Linked DNA regions of Sus scrofa: region 2 is linked to region 1. A link is a contact called in public Hi-C data. All regions are on one chromosome and are shown on one strand. The core of a region is the stretch at or near the end of the contact, and the rest is flanking DNA. Distances in the headings are between cores, read along the strand shown. Region 1 overlaps PDE4D (cAMP-specific 3',5'-cyclic phosphodiesterase 4D). Region 2 overlaps PDE4D (cAMP-specific 3',5'-cyclic phosphodiesterase 4D).

The links. Hi-C and Micro-C count contacts between places; a contact is called where the count stands out from the background.
Region 2: a Hi-C map of embryonic fibroblasts shows a contact between it and region 1, with 3 times the contacts expected there. The contact joins two enhancer-like sites. A contact is called at or near these places in 3 of 47 Hi-C or Micro-C datasets (embryonic fibroblasts and fibroblasts).

The regions. Positions count from the first base shown.
Region 1 is chr16:38,788,009-38,792,419 of Sscrofa11.1, forward strand. The region is part of intron 5 of PDE4D (cAMP-specific 3',5'-cyclic phosphodiesterase 4D); the gene reads right to left. Among named protein-coding and RNA genes, the nearest start is that of MIR582, 210 kb to the left of the region's middle. Within about 2 kb of position 2,338, at least 2 of the 83 cell types and tissues checked have an H3K27ac peak or open chromatin away from gene starts, as enhancers often do. A contact at or near this core is called in embryonic fibroblasts, where this site is marked.
Region 2 is chr16:39,100,184-39,104,594 of Sscrofa11.1, forward strand. The region is part of intron 3 of PDE4D (cAMP-specific 3',5'-cyclic phosphodiesterase 4D); the gene reads right to left. Among named protein-coding and RNA genes, the nearest start is that of MIR9800, 150 kb to the right of the region's middle. Within about 2 kb of position 2,543, at least 8 of the 83 cell types and tissues checked have an H3K27ac peak or open chromatin away from gene starts, as enhancers often do. A contact at or near this core is called in embryonic fibroblasts, where this site is marked.

The sequences.
Region 1 (4,411 bases), core at 1,088-3,587:
AGATTTGTGAAATAAAAGTGCCATTTTGTCAGAATAGTGGTACATACTCTTTATTTTTTTCCTATGACTGTTAAAGTCCTTAGATCATTTTGACTTGACTATTACATTATTTTTTTTATTAAAGTATAGTTGATTTACAATGTTCTGCCATTTTCTGTTGTATAGCAAAGTGACTCAGCATATATATACATACACATTATTTTTAAAATATTATTTTCTTTCATGGTCTATCCCAGGAGATTGGATATAGTTCCCTGTGTTACATAGTAGGACCTTATTGTTTATACATTCTAAATGTAATACATATTACATTCTCGAGCAAGGAATTTATTTTGACTCTTGGATTTTACTGTCACAAACAGCAGATGCTGAGAAGTTATGGACATTTTATATTTGTTTGAATCATGTTGACAAAAATGACGAATTTTAGGTAGTATATTAAATAGGTTAAATGATGTATAAACCATCAACACTAAAGTAAATTAAATAATGATGAAAACAAGTCACAAAATAAATAGCATTACAATTAGTATCTAATGCTTTTATTCTCATTTTTATTGGCTATCTTCTTAAATATAACTAACTCTTCCTAAAATCATAAATCTTGACACTCTGTGATGCTATTACCTTACTGACTTCTGATCCTACAGGCTTCTTTCCAGAAGTGACACTTACACTTACTTAACAAAGTGTCTTTTCATCAAGAGGGTGTGCCTCTTGTAATAAAATAGTAATTTAACTCTTGAACTAAAAAAGCATGCCTTGAAGATTCTCTAAATTGGAACTGTTTTCTGTTCTCTTTTGATAAGAAATTCTTAGCTTTATAAATTTGATAACTTTACCAGCTCTGAAGTTCATTGGTTTATATTTAATAAATCTTTAAAAGCAGGCAATGTGCAAGTACTGTGTTTGGATGTGGCTCCTTACTTTCACTGGGGGTGATGGTTTGGTGGAAGAGATTGGAGTTAATAAAACAATTATACAATTAAGCATGGAATTTAAAAATATGATGAATGCAATAAAAGAGAACTATAAGGTATGATGTGTTTAGGAGACCCGAGAAGTATTCACTGAGAAAGTGATGTTTGAGCTAAGATCTGAAGTATGAATAAGTATTAGCAAAGCTACAGGATATGGAGGAAGGGCATCTCAGGCAAAGGAAAGAATACATACAGAGGCCCTCATGTGGGAAGACACAGTCAGACACAGAGATTGGCTTAGTCTGTTGAAACCACAGAGAACTTTACTTTGCCACAAAATGTGGATCTACTGACTTATCAGCTATTCCAGTTAGTGTATATGGAAGCCTCCTAGCTGTTAGGTATGGGTTTCTTATACCCATAGTCTATATGAAGATAATCTTCATACTCCCTTTTACTTCTCAAAGAAGCTGCTAAGAACAGCATAGGTATTTCTCATTTTTTGATGATCTCTCTTCAGTATCTATAGTAGAAACCTGCATGATGAGTAGTTATATGATTTAAGAAGAGACTCCCGGCTACTGCTCATTAGACAATAACCTGATCCTCAATGCAACTGAAAGACCCCAAGTGACAGGAAATGATTCCGAGTGGTAGTAAAACAAAAATGGTTATAGAAGGCTCCAAATTTTTTCTTTATATTCTAATGACTTTACATGGCTTCCAGATGAGCTGTAAGCTTTACCTGCTGCTAGGTAAATAACAACAACAACAATAACTACAGGAGAACACACACAGTACTGCTGTGAATTTGTAGCCATCTCAATAGAGAAGGGGTGCGACTCTTTAACTACTTTCAGAGAGAAGGGTTACAAAGTAAATTATTCTAAAGCACCAACCTCATTTTGGGTAAGTAACTTCTACCATGAAACCGATCTATATTTAAGGGGATCAATTCATGTATTTATCAGGGTTGCATTTAGTAACTGACTCATCTTCGAAAATTCAACTGAAGTAGATACTCCATGAACATCTAAAGAAGTAGGTAATCATGCCAGAAAATTAGAGACCTGGACACCACGACTGAATTTTCTTACTCCTTTGCTTCCATTCTCATGTCACAAAGAAGTGGGACCCAGTTTGGGCTGAGGCGTCCCAGAATCCTGAGCCAACCTTGGGTTAGTCAAGTGGGTCTTGGTTGAGAGCTGAAGCTGCAGGGACCAACCAAGTCAAAAAGCAATATTTGAGGGAGAAATTGGAAAAAAAAATGCAAAAATGAATTCTCCCGAAAGACTAGGGAACAAACACCTTAGGCATCCACATCAAAATAAGATAACCCAATGAGAACAGAGGCTGAACATTGAACAGAGAAGATGGAGTCTAGAGGAATTCTCCCAGCTGGAGAATGCAGCTGCATTTAGCAGAGCACATACAGAGTTCAACACTAAAGTGGAAGCACTGGTAAGAATGCTAACTGGGGCTCCAGTGCTGATGGCTTTCCAATGACTGTCCTTCAGTATCAGGCCATCAATATGTAGTTTTATGATAGCCATAGTTAGAAAAAACATTCATAGTTATTTCATATTTATATAGCATAGGAAAATTATTAAAAACTTCCATACTGTATCACACAGTATCCTCTTTACAAGAAACCACAGGGAAATATTTCCTTTAATTTTCAGAGTTAACACTAATGCGTCATCCCTATCGACTCACTATTTTTTAACTCACTGGTACTGGGGATCTTGAACTGCTAGTGTTTCTTTCCTTGGATTTGCTGATTGGAAGCTCAGATCCAAATCTGTGACTCATTTCTAACAATTACTCAGGAATCAACGGCACGCATTTTTGCTCCCCTATGTTACATTATTTTCATACTCTTACACTCTCTTCTCTTTGACGGCCTGGTTTTAAGTTGCTATGGTAAGTTTTTTTTTATGACAATCATTTGCTTTTGGAGGAGGAAAGAAAAGTTGAATATACATAATATATGTTAACCTACACATGTGGGAAGTATTTGATTTTTTATGAAAGGAGAAACTATGTTTGGTTTATTATAAAAGCACTTCATGTTCATTTAAAAGGAAATCAAGAGAAAAGAATATAAAACATCAAAGAACTTGCTTCCCCATCCTCTCTTCTCATGCCCTTAGCAGTTAGTGACTTTTTTCTCCTAAGAGGAATATATATATGTGTGAATATGTGTATATGTATATACATACATATATATATATATATATATCCACTCATACCATAATATGTATACACACACATAACCTTATACACGTAAATGTAAGTATACATAAAACACACAAGTGGTACCATATTCTGTGATCTAGTCTCCAATTTGTTTTTTTACTTAATAACTCATAAGGTTTATAATTATATTTCAATACATGTAGATCTCTCATTTTCTTCATCTAGTTAGTCAGTCTTTTGCTGTAGATACAACACAAGTTCTTTTACCAATTTTTTTCTTTTGCTTTTTAGGGCTGCCCCCATGGCATATGAAGGTTTCCAGGCTAGGGGTCAAATTGGAGCTGTAGGTGCTGGCCTACACCACAGCCAAAGCAACATCAGATCCGAACCATGTCTGTAACCTACACTACAGCTCACAGCAACACCAGATCCTTAACCAAGTGACTGAGGCCAGGGATTGAACCTACATCCTGCTAGTCAGATTCATTTCCGCTGAGCCATGATGGGAACTCCTATTATACCAATTCTTTATTGAGAGATACTTGGGTGGTGTGTAGATGTTTACTCTTAAATGCAATGCTTCAATATAGTACTACTTTACTTTCTCGTTCAATTATATTCTTAGCACTGGTTCCCAAGCATGAAACCACTAGGTCAAAGTTAGGCACATTTAAAAAATTTGCTACATATTATTTGATTCCCCACCAAGGTTTTCCTAATTTATACTCTCCACTAATGTATATTAGAAAATGCATACTTCTCCATACCTTCAATTCCTTTGAATTATTCATCTTTTAATCTTTTTCCGAAATAGATGAAAAATTAAATAATGTAGATTTTCTTTTTATTTTTGTTTGGTCCCATGGTAGACAACTGTTTAAAATATATATTGTCATTAACTTTTCTTCCTTTTTGAGTTGACTCTTTATGTCCTTTGTCTGTTTTTAACATTTTTATTATTGATTTTAGATGTTTTTTAATATTGTGAAGTAGGGATATTTTTATTTCAATTAGTTAATAAACACCATATTTTAAGTAATTTATCCTGCCTTCACTGAGTTAGAATGCTGCCCTTACTAAGTCCTAAATTTTTGCATATACATAGGTCTCATGTTTGACCCTTTATTCAGTTCCATCAAACTATTGGCTTATCCCTAAATTAATATCACAAGTTTGAACTAAAAGACTATATGCTTTGTTCTGATATCTTACAGGGGAAAATACCTTTTAACTTCAAAATATTTTTTATTATTTTAATTCATATTTCAATCAAATTTTAAGTTAATTTGTTT
Region 2 (4,411 bases), core at 1,293-3,792, 310 kb after region 1:
TAGCCACATAGGATCTGAGCTGTGTCTGTGACCTACAGCACAGCTCATGGTGACACTGGACCCTTAACCCACTGAGAGAGGCCAGGGATCATATCCACATCCTCACGTATCCTAGTCGGATTTGTTAACAGCTGGGCCATGAGGGGAAGTCCTGGCATGGTCATTTTCATGTAGTTTTTAAATAAACTACTTGGTTAGTAGTAATATTACCCACCCGAGCCATACAGTATTTAATACTAGTACTCTAAAAAACTAAATAAAAATGAATCTTGTAACATTTCCTAGGGATTTCTTTTTATTAGTCCCTGAAACTGTGTATAGGCTACCTTTGCACATCATGATTATCTTGACTTCAAGGTATGAAATTTATTTGTGTTTGGGAGGTATCAGAGTCATTGAAACAGGCTCACAAATCCATAAGCTCCCAAAGCATTACTTACAGAGGAAAGATGTCATTATATATTTTTAATGTATGTAGAAACTATTATCACGAATTTTAAAATGAATTCATTTTTAAAGTGTCACTAAATTCATAGCGACTCTGTCATATATTTTTCAAGTGACACATTCTAAAAATATAATTACTCTCATGTGTAACTGTGGGCTAGATTTAATGACATGCTTCTAACAGAATATAGTGAAAATGATCGTTTGTGAATTCTGAAACAAGCCTTTTTAACTTTAACCCAGCATTTCCCAGAGACTGGTGAATTTGCCTGCCTAGCATTCCGTCTCCCTTTTCTGGATGCAAAACAGCAACTTCTGATGGTTCTCTTGGGGAACCTCAGGTGTTTGGGATCCAGCAGAACATATGCACTTCCACCGCCTAGGGCTGGCATGTAACCCAGGCCTGGACAATCAGAGCACCCTATCCCAAAACCTTACAAGTGATTGGTACAGTGAAAGTCACGTGACCTAGGACAGACTAATCAGTCTCTTTCCTAAGACTGGAAGTGTGAAAAAGCTAGAGGGAATGTCTGTCACCCAGTTTCTCCAGAATTCTCCCGATTGACAACAGGGTAAAATAAAACACCTTTTCAATAGCCCATAAGGCCATGCATCAAGCAGCCACTCCTTCCCAGGCCAGCCTTATCTCCTGCCAGATTCCTCTTTACCCCCTCACATACTGACAACCAGCCCTCCCTATGCCTCTCTCATTTGCACACATTCCTCTATTTTCTGGCATCTACCTCTCCTTCTTGATTGCCTGAGAAGTGTCTGTGCAGCCTTCAGAGACTCCTCCAGAGAAATTAGGCACCACAGGACTTTATGCTCAACACTTTTAGAAAAATCACGTTAGCATATTATAATGTTTGTTTTCATGTTTCTCTTTCTACTGTAACAGAAATTCATTGAGAGTATGGGTAGTGAATTTTTCTTGGTTTCCCCAAGCCTATCAAAATACATAATACTTAAATGAACAGAATGGGAATTAAAACCTCCCTCAATCTATGAAATGTTGCAGAGGCTTAAATACATTTCCCTTCAGCTCCACCTCCTGGGAGAAATAAGATCAGAAATAAAATGTTTCCACTTGGAAAAGGCAGTACATACACATGAAAACTTTGTTAGTATCACATCTTAAATAGCTACAAGAAAGCCCTCCAAAAACAGCCAGCACTTCTATAAGTCATGTAAACCCAAGAAAACTTCAACTGTTTCCTCAAAACCCCTGCAACCTGGATTCTTCCCCATAACCCAAGTTGCCCTTCCATTCTCTCCCTCAAGTTCACAGAAAGGAGACAGTTTATTCCAGCAATCTCTCTCTTCTATTACCCTCAATGCTTCCCACCTCGTGTGCTCAAATAACTCATAGAATTATTTTTCAAACCAGATTTAAATGGAAGTAACTCACAGGTAATACCTGGGAGTAAGATGGTGAGCACAGGGAACTCTTAATAAACTTCATAAAAATGAATTTATTGCAACAATCAGACATCATTTTAGTAAGACTATTCTTTTCCATACCTGGATGAGAGCTAAAGCTTACCTGTTAGTGCACAAGTTCAAACTGGAAAGTATGAAATAATGATGTTAGCAGGGTTGCTACACTATCGAGTGTATTATGACTATATATTTTAACCATGGTTCATGGCCCTTCAGTAAATGAATAGAAGATTGCTTCCTTTATTGATCTGAAAGCCTTACTTAGAAGGGAGAAAATATCACATTCCAAACAGGAGTTGGACTTAGTCGAAGACATTTAGACCTCAAAGTCTTTCAGGAAGAAAGAAAACTTTTGAAGCAGAAGCTCTAAGCCCCAGAGATCCTGAAGACCAGGCAATACTTAAACTTCCATCCTTCGAAATGTACCAAGTGAGCAAGGCCATCACCTGAGGCAGTTATTACTGTCAAATATGTACTTTCTCTCTTTCATGCCACTGTCAGCCTGATCTCCTCTTTGCCAATACTGACCCAACATTGCTACAAGAAAAAAAAAGTCTTTGCTTCCAGATTTTAATTTCCAAGGAAGGCTAACTGCATTCCTTGGTCATAACTGATGGAAGAAGAATGGTGTGACTCAGTCCTTTGCAGTGGTTTCTATGACTCACCTGGTGACCAAGTCTGGAGCTGGCAGGATTTAACATTAGCCCTTTTAATCTCAGTTGGAAAGGCTATTTAAGGATGCCAGATTCTTGGTACACACACAAGAACATGCAAAGAAAAGAAAAACAAACAAGCAAACCAGAAAATCCTATCAGGCTACACAGATAAGGAATTTTAGAGCAGAGGTAAATGTTACTTGCAACTCTTCCAGTAAGTTATTCTTCCAGTCTCCAGTAAGCATATAATTTTCATTTCTTCTACAGGTTTTATGACCTCCAAGAAATTAATTTAATTACCCTTCACCCCAACCCTCAAGCAAATCATAATTGTGAAAGTTATTTGGGAAGCAATTATTTTTGTTTTGTATTAAACAAAGGGAATATAAGTTTCTTCAAAATACAGATTTTGCTAGTGATTCAAAATGTAATGTATAAAAGCCTTGTTTATGCTCTCATTTTTTAGGAATGTATCTTTTATCTAGTTCTTAAAGTGTGGTCCCTAGACAAACAACAGCAGCACATCACTAGGAACTTGTTAGAAATGACAGTTTGGGACCCCTTTCCAGATCTATGAAATCATAATCTCTGAGAAGTTGGGTGGGCCCAGCAATCTGTATCTTAACAAGTCCTCCAGGTGATTCTGATGCATGTTCAAGTCTGGGAATCACTAATAGCAAGATAAATATTTTATGGATGGAAGAATTGGAGAGAGAATAAATTGCTTAAGTATTTAACGCTATGAATACTCCCAGTGACAACAGTTCAAAAGCACCCATGCTGTTTATCTGTCATATTTATCAATTACCTAAATGCTATTGTTATAGCCGTAAGATATAAGGTTCCATGTTGAAGAACATTGGAATGAAAAGAGGTTGAACACTGCATTCCTAAAGCAATATATTTGGGGGATAAAGATATGGGAGATTCTGGGCTCCATGTTTTACCATAAGGATTATCTCCCTGAATTAGGAGGAAGAAATAAAGGCAGAGCTTTGTACTGATATATGTAATAGAGAGGTCCACTTTGGCTTTGAAAACCCATGAAAGTCACCTCCAAGTAAGAGCCTAGAATAGGCTCTTAGATATCTGCTTTTGCCAAGGCCAGCCATGAGCTCTCTTAGGCTCTAAGCCTGAGGGCAGGGGCAAAACCCTTTTGAGGTTCCTCTTACAGTTCATTTTCAGCACATAAGCAAAGTGTCTCTATCTTGTTCCAAGTACTTTCAAAGAGTTCTCTAAGACTTTCGACAACCAACTCTTGCAAATAAAGCATGTTTATTCCCTTTATAGCATACATCTATTAAGTGTCTGCCCAGCACCTCATCTCCCTTCTCTTGGCAGCGGTGTACTTACTTCTTTGTTGTAACTATTCCCTTCTTCATTTCATCCTGGGGTTAATAGCAATGGCTTTTCACTCTCCTTTGTTCACTTAGGCAAACAGATGACTTAAGACAAAGAGTCCTTTACTTTACTTGGGGGATTAGTTACTGAAGTAAACAGGATAAAGAAACTTTGCTTTTCTTTTGGAGATGCTCAGCTAGGGTGCTATAAGCCTGGAGCTGCCAGATGCCATGTTCGTTGCTACTAAATGTTCTCAATGAGAAAAAGGCCACCTCTGAGAGAAAAGCCAAGATAAGAGTGTCATAGTGGTGACTGGGCCCTTAAAGCCATACATAGCAACAATTTAGGCAGCATTTCTGATTCTAGGATGTACCCTCCTTCAAGATCACCTCTTCTTGGTTGAGCTACCTTAGTTTTCTGTCAGTTTCATCTGCAGGTCCTGACTAATATACCATATTATGAATGATAGAAAAGACTGAAAGGATTAAGTATAGTGCTCAAGGTACAAGCTCAGTAACTGGAAAAGA